Regions from separate parts of the Hordeum vulgare genome. Here region 2 is linked to region 1. Evidence: chromatin contacts called from public Hi-C data. All regions are on one chromosome and are shown on one strand. The core of a region is the stretch at or near the end of the contact, and the rest is flanking DNA. Distances in the headings are between cores, read along the strand shown. Region 1 holds the start of LOC123426618 (heparan-alpha-glucosaminide N-acetyltransferase-like). Region 2 holds the start of LOC123426621 (chaperone protein ClpD2, chloroplastic).

The links. Hi-C and Micro-C count contacts between places; a contact is called where the count stands out from the background.
Region 2: a contact with region 1 is called in a Hi-C map of seedling, with 4 times the contacts expected there. The contact joins the promoter of LOC123426621 here to the promoter of LOC123426618 in region 1. A contact is called at or near these places in 2 of 6 Hi-C or Micro-C datasets (leaf and seedling) and 1 of 1 datasets of contacts at active chromatin or transcription factors (embryo).

Annotation. Positions count from the first base shown.
Region 1 is chr2H:453,577,084-453,580,960 of MorexV3_pseudomolecules_assembly, reverse strand. LOC123426618 (heparan-alpha-glucosaminide N-acetyltransferase-like) reads right to left here and starts at 1,789. Exons shown (of 13, transcript XM_045110481.1): 1 at 1,396-1,789; 2 at 1,077-1,267. The coding sequence starts at 1,774.
Region 2 is chr2H:453,701,127-453,705,003 of MorexV3_pseudomolecules_assembly, reverse strand. LOC123426621 (chaperone protein ClpD2, chloroplastic) reads right to left here and starts at 1,871. Exons shown (of 12, transcript XM_045110482.1): 1 at 827-1,871; 2 at 357-526; 3 at 35-264. The coding sequence starts at 1,446.

The DNA.
Region 1 (3,877 bases), core at 540-3,039:
ATCTACCACTATTAGAACTTAGCATCATGTCAGCCGCGTACACGATATCCTTTTCTAAGTACCGACTATGAGCATAACATGCGCTCATCAACTTATCTAACATGGACCGGTGAGCTAGAGTTGACATTCTTTCCACTTTTATTTTCGTATCCAACAGAGTCAGGTACGGAAGCAATACAGCAACACAAGGTATATACTACTAAAAAAAAAATCAGCAATGCATGAATTCTGCCGTGTGCAGGCTCGGGTCCAAGAGCTGGTGAAACTCAATTCCGTACGCTTGCAACTAGGGGTATTTTCCTATTGCGAGCCGGTGGGCCGAGCACCGACGGTTCGAAACCCATTTGGCGGCCAGGTGATGAGAGGATTAACTCTTCATAATCTGACGGGCCAGGCCTGTGGCGTCAGTTGTAAAGAAGCATATCAGGATGCGTGGGATAACTGCCGTTTAATGATCTCTATAATCGCTGTCGAGATGTGTTGTGTTGTCACCACAATGCATGGCTACAATACAATGGCTATCTTTAGAGGTAGAGCAGAGACTATGGTAGTAGGAAACAGAGGCACTCGGAGCTGGAGGTTGAAGAAGAGGCACCCAGGCAAAGGCAATGATACGGCTGTGGCAGCAATGACTATAACTGAGAGAGGCAACTTGCCATGCCGGCCCGTACGTACAGGCGGGCCTCGCTAGCTGGCCAGCAGTAATATTCCCTGAAGCAAAAAATCAATCTTGTACTAGCACAGAGTGATCATGTGGTTGGTTGAATCAACTCTGCTTTCTTCTGGTTATACTCTAGTTTAAGTGCAGACAAAAAGGGAAAAAGGGAAGAAGGCCGGCGGCAATGAGTAGAGTAGCTAGCATGGCATGCTGCATCATGATCCATGGAGCATCTATGTATGTTTGGGTGTCAGTGGAAGTCGATCGCGGCCGTCGGGGACGAAGGGAGCCCGCGGGAAGCAAAGCAATTCGACTGGGGCATCAGATATCGGGAATATCGCAAAGAAGGGCGAGAAAAAGATGCGTGATAGTACCAGCAGAAAACGAAATAAAAAAGCCGGGATTTGTTGGCGCTTACCAGCACGGTGATTCCCCGGAAGACGTCGAGCGAGACGAGCCGCTGCGCGGCCGCCGGAGGCGCCTTGGCCGGCGGCGGGGGGAGCCCGCGGCCGGCCTCCAGATCCATCGCGGGGCCCGCGGCGTCCTCGGTCCGGACGAGCTCGTAGACGCCCATCCCGGCCGCCGCCGTCCGCCGGCCGCCGCACGCCCCTGCATTGGCCGCCATGGGTGGGTCACCTCCGCTTTCCCCCCGCGGCGGGAGAGGAACAGGAACAGAGAAAGCAACAAGCGCGTGCGTGTGGGGGGCGATGCGGCACGGAAGGCGCCCGCCCGCTCACCTGATGACGGCACAACCAACTCGCCTTGGTTGTTCCTCCTCCTCCTCGCCGTCCCGCGCGTATCCCTCTGGCTTCCTTGGCGAGGCCTCGGCGGGGAGTAGGAGTAGGAGTCGGATCGTTTTGTTGTTGTTGTTACCTCGGCTGGCGCGAGATCGGTGGTGGTGGAGGGGCGGAGCGCATATATACACGCGGTATACGCCCTGACACCGTTACGTGATAGGAGATCGATCTTTTTGGAGGGGAAGGTCTCTCCCTCTCTGTCTGTGTCTTGCTCCGTTTGGGTGTGGTGGCCGTACAGATCCTCGCCCGACGGCCGTTTCGATGGACGGATGGATCTCCCTGCCGGGCCGAGGATTGATCGGCGCGTGTGCGTCCACATATGGCTTTTCGTTCTGGTTGGAAGTGGTGTGGCCGTTAAAGGACTGGCTCTCTCTCTCAAAGCAAGCAGGGTCCGGAACGGATGGGAGAGATGCTTTCGTATCGGAATGGAGTACAGCGCTGCCAGGGCTGCTGTGGCGTTTGTGGATGAGACGGCGCGGCTTTGCTTTGGGTTTTTATTGTTGATTGGGGAAGGGCTTTGCTTTGGTATGGAGGATCGAAATCAAGCTTTTATTTTGCTGCGAGCTGGATGCCTTTTCTTGTTTTTTTTTTTTTTTTTTTTTTTTTGATTTGAGGATGGAGTTCGTTACTGCTGGTAGTGGTATGATGATAATGATAGTAACGTCCCGCGTCGGAAGAAGGGTTGGATCGGGAAGTTCGGAACGGAAGGCTCGCCAATGCTTTTGGCCTTTTGACGGTTCGTTGTTACCATTGCTTTGAGGCTCGCCCAATGGAGGGCGCGTTTTAACAGTGACGGAGACAAGTCCAAGGCAAGGGGGCCTAGGCCTGGTGCTAGCATGGGTTTTTGTTTTGCTTATTGCTTATTGCTTATAGCCAAACATAGGCCAGACCCACGGCAAGCGCTAGACTGGACCGGCCCAGGTGTTCGGGATGCCACAACCTGTTTGTTTAAAAAATATATAAATATGTTTTATTTCAAATATACATGTTTCAAAAAAAATGACCATTTTAAAATTTAAAATGTGTATAAAGAAAATGTTCACCATGTGTGAAAAAATGTATAACAAATACATAATTGGTATGAATTTTGTTGATCATGTATTTAGACCAAAATCAAGCTTTTTTATTTTGCTGCATGCTGGATGTTTTTTCTTGTTTCTTTTTCGGGGACGAAGTCCGTTAGTGTTGGTAGTGATATGGTAGTAACGTCCCGCATCAAAAGAAGCGTTTGATCTGGAAGCTCGGAACGAAATAATAGGTGGAGAGGTCCCCCTATGCTTTTGGCCTTTTGCGCTTATTGGCACTATTTTCATGCTCGCCCAATGGGGGAGGGGGCATTTATATCTAGCTTATTACTTAGGCTGGCCATAGTGGAAAGTATCATGTAGTAGTATCATGCAAATGATACTATTGTATGATACTACCTTCATAATGCATAGTATCATAAATTAATATCATAGATGACCTTATTTATTAACATGTATGACACATACTAGCATAGCATTTATCATGTTATAATATCTACTTATGTTACTTTAACCCTCTCTTTCCTCTTTAATTGTCTGTCACATCAGCATGTTTGCTAGTTCCAAATATATGATACTACCTAAGTTACTTTCACTATGGCCAGCCTTATAGCGAGGCATACGCCAGCCTCGCGGCGAGAGCCAGACTAGGCCGGTCCATGCACGAGGGATGCCACAATTTTTTTTTTGATTAATTTGTCTTTACCTTTCTATTTATGTTTATATTTTCAGATATTTCAAATCTACATGTTGCAAAAAACACCTTACACAAATTTTAAAAAAATATATTAATCAAGCATTTCAAAATTGTTAAATATGTATAGAAAAAATGTTTCTCATGTATATATGAAAAATGTATAATTTGTATGAAAAAATATGATCATGTATTTAAAAAATGTTAATCAAGCATTTGTATTTTTTAAATTGTGTATAAAAATATGTTCCCATGTATATTAAAAGGTGTATAAAAAATATACAACATGTATAAAAGAATGTTGATCATGTATTTAAACAATGTTAAATGTGTATACAAATCTTGATCATATATTTCAAGATGTTAAACATGTATTAAAAATATTGATCGTGTGTTGAACCTTTTTTTTCCTGACAATAAATATATTTTATACACAATGTACATTATTATATAGTTTAAAAATACTAGCAAAACGGCTCGTGTGTTGCAACGGGAGAAGAAAAATATCATAATCTTCAATACCCATGTCCACATTTTGCTGCATCCCAGAGATACACTATCACTCTCCTTTTCCTGAAATCTTGAACAGTGTTTTGAAAACCATGAATATTTTTAAACTCGTGATCATATTTGATATTGTGATTTTTTTCAAATTTGTGAACATTTTTAAATATTTTTTTCACATTTTCCAAAATAATATCAT
Region 2 (3,877 bases), core at 622-3,121, 120 kb before region 1:
GATTGTTTATCTATAATTGGTAGTGGAAACTCACCACAAGGAAAATAGGCACATCTCCATTAGCAATTTTAAGAGCCAACCCTTCAGCAATGGCAGTTTTTCCAACACCTGCTTCACCCAAAAGAATTGGATTGTTCTTTGTGCGCCGGCATATAATCTGAACTACTCTTTCAATCTCCTTTGCACGACCAATAACAGGATCAATAAACCCCCCACTGGCTCGCATAGTCAAATCTATACAAAATTGAGCTAGTGCGCTCTTCTCTGAAATGACAAGTAAATAAGCTCATTCTTTCCACACTCCATATCATAAAGAAAATTAATACAAACACCCACAGAGCAGCTTAATCCCTCACCTTTCTTTTTATTGGAGTATTTGGCAATTCCAGTCCTCCCATTTCCAGCAGTGGATTTATCACGCAATTTGAAAGAAGACAAACCCAGAGGCTCTCTGCCATCCTTCGCTAGCTCCCCTTTGACTCGGGTAAGAGCCTGCTTTGCTAGCTGAGCTGGAACTACTCCTAAGCTACAATGAACATCATTAATTAGCTAGTACCCAGTTAATCGGATTCCCATTTAATTACAAGTGCCAGATGGACAACATTTTTTAAATTTACAGTTAATCGGATTCCCATTTCTTTGAGGAGTTCACATAAATTCATTTGCATTTCCCGTTTTGAAAGTTCAAAAAATCGAATGTTGCTTATTGTTTAGACGATCAAGAGAAAGTTTGATGCGTTATTTAGCTGTTGACATTTTTGCCGACATGAAACCACAAATTGCAAGCTCTTCTGGAGAAATGAAGCAGGAAAACATCAGCACCAACCTCTTGAGGATGCTGTTGGTTGTCGGATCGTCCAGGTCGAAGAGGCCGAGCGCAATGTGGTCCGGGGAGATAAAGTTGCACCCCATATTCCTGGAGAACTCGACGGCTGCGACGAACACGCGCTTGCTGGCCCCAGAGAAGGGCACGTCCGTGGCCAGCCCCGTGGCGGCCTGAGCGGGCCCGCCCTTCCCGACGGCGGCGCGGCACGCCTCGCGGGCTCGCTCGATTCGGACGCCCGACGCGAGGAACCCCGCCGCGGACCGGTCCTCGGCGACGAGGCCCAGCAGCAGGTGGTGCGGCGCGACGACCTCGTCCCCCATCCCGCGGGCCTCCCGCTGCGAGAGCACCACCGCCTTGACTGCCCGCTCGGTGAACCGCTCGAACACCGCCCTGACGACGAGGCCCGCGGCCCCGCGCCGCTGCTGCCCCCGCCGAGGCGGCGGCGGCGCCAGCAGGGTCCCGGAGGAGGCGCGGAGCGGGTGCGCGAGCGCCACCGCCCTACCGCCCGACGCGGCGGCCGCAACCGTCGCCGGGGAGAAGCGGCGGCGGAGGCCGGCGCCCGTGGCGAGGATGGAGGCGGGCGGGGCCGCCGCTGACGAGGAGCAGCAGCACGCCTCCATCGTCGTCGGTTCGGTGTGTGATTGGATGCTTCCTCCTCCACCTCCTGTTGGATTAAACTATGGGCTCGCACCGGCTGTAAGGTGCGGCCTTAAAGTTGCACGAGACGGAATAGAGTAAAGCTGCAGCCAGGCGGTTAGCTGTGCGCCACCGCCGCTCGGGAATCGAGTGATTGCATGGGGAGGAAGTGACCTGCGGGCGGCACGCAAGGAAGGAGGGCGGGGTGGGGAGACCGGCGCGGCGGCGCGGTGGTGGATGGAGATGCGTTGCGGTGCGGCGGAGGAGGAAGGAAGGAAAGGAATCTGCTTGTGTCGGGAGGCGAGGTACGGTGTTCCACCGCGCGGGGGGGTGGTGTTCTTTGGTGGCGCGCGCGTGACGCGGGTTTATCCGATCGGGATGGCCGGTCGGGGGCGGAGGATGGGCGCCGGTGGCCAATGTGTGCGGGTTTCCGCGCGCGGAGGTTTGCGTCGCGCGCCGGTGGCCCAAATGTGCCGCTCCGGGCATCGTGTTCCGCACTGGACACAACACAGTGGCTGGTTCGCAACGTGTTTCATGCGTATGCGAATGCGTGGGGCACTCCCGGGGAAATGCATGCATGGATGGTATTTACCCACATTTGTAGCCACTGGCCAAGGTAACAGTATCTACACCAGACTTTGGTAAATCTGTCCCTATACGCCGTCGGGCGCATCCGCCAACACCATATGCGTCCTTTCATTTGGACTGTTGTGAATGTGTTTGTACCATTTTGCCACATTATGCTTTTATAAAATTTAGAATTAATTAATATATTTTTTGTATGCTTATGATGATTGATTTGGTTGTTACTTGCATGTGATTGATTGTGTTTTAAATCATAAAAAATAATCTTTTCTCAAGAACTCCTTTGTTTGACCCCAAATCTTTGTCCAATAATCATGTCATGTGAGTAGAATTAGAAACTACTTTTATAAAATATATTTTTTATACAAAGGCATTTATTTATTTTAAGCTTTTAAAAACCACTGAGTTCAGATTTGTATTACAAGTCCTCAATTTAGGAGAGATGTTCTACCCCAAAGATTTCATTTGGAACCTATTATCAAAAAGGTTTTCCAAAACCATAAAATAATTATTTTTAAAAGTTATTTTTCTATTTTATTTAAATACCTTTTTCTGAGGCCAAAAATGGTATTTCATAGGAAACAAATATTTTACTACTTCAAAAATATTTGATTTTTTTAGGAAAACTCACTAGACATATATTTTCCATACATAATAGTTTCAACACATGATCACGTTTAAAATATTGGACAAAATACCTCAAAACCCTTTCTGACTATTTCAAGCTTTTGAAATATTTTCATAGGAAATATTTTCAATAAATTTCAGGAAACTTATAGCGAGTCACATATGATATATGTGATGATCCTGCAAAGTTTCATCTCAATCCAAGTTGATTTCGTCCATCTAAATACCCCAAAATATCATCTCTATTCATAACCAAATTTGAGCAACTTTACAATGCCAAGTTTATCTACTTGATCCCAAATTTTACGGAGGAGATCTAGACTCCAAAGAAGGATGCGACACCAAGTTGTGTATTTGTGAGAGTTGATTTGTTCACCTAGGTATACACGAATCTGATTATGTCTATTTTTGGGATTTTTATGTTTACATTGCCAACTTTGCTCAAATGACCTCAAACTTAGTGATCCCAACTTATTTACCCGCAATTACATCCTATTAAGTTTCACCCTTAGGCAAAGGGATCTTGCCCAAAACAACATCAAACACCTTCTGGCATAATTTCAAAATCGCTGCTAGGGCACCCAAAATATTCTCCTTCACTCCAACTTTTTACCATAACTTCTGTGAGGCCCAAGGCATCTCCAGTAGCCACCCCAATGGCAATCTCCATGATTGCATGGGTAAAAACCCACTTGCTGCCCCTCGACAACATCTTTCTTCCTTTCTCTCAGCCTGCCCTATCCTTTGGCCAGCATCCAGGGCATCCAAGGTCCTCTCCTAGTAGTTTACTCCCCCTGCAGCTTTAGGACACAAGTGGACACGCCAAAGCGCGTCAGTGGCGCAATTATGCTGGCCAAAGTCGGGCTCTCGAGCGCGCCATAGAGCATCCGAGAGTTGACCTCGCCCGCGCGGCCACCTCGTACTTCCCAAGCACGCGAGGAGGAGCGTCCCGACGTCCGCAAGACGCCAGGGCAACACCCCCATCCTGCTGCCCCCTCCCGCGTGCGCGCTGCCGCCCGAGCCCCCCAACCGGTGAGCTCACACGCGTGGCGCCACGGGACCCTCTCGTTTGTCCTATCTCCCCGGCGCGTCCCCGCGGTCTCACTGACCTTGCATGCACCTCTGGTTCATGCCGCCACAGCCTCAATGCTCGACCCCGAGCTCCCCCGCGCGCCCAACACCATGTCCCCGTCACACGCCTAT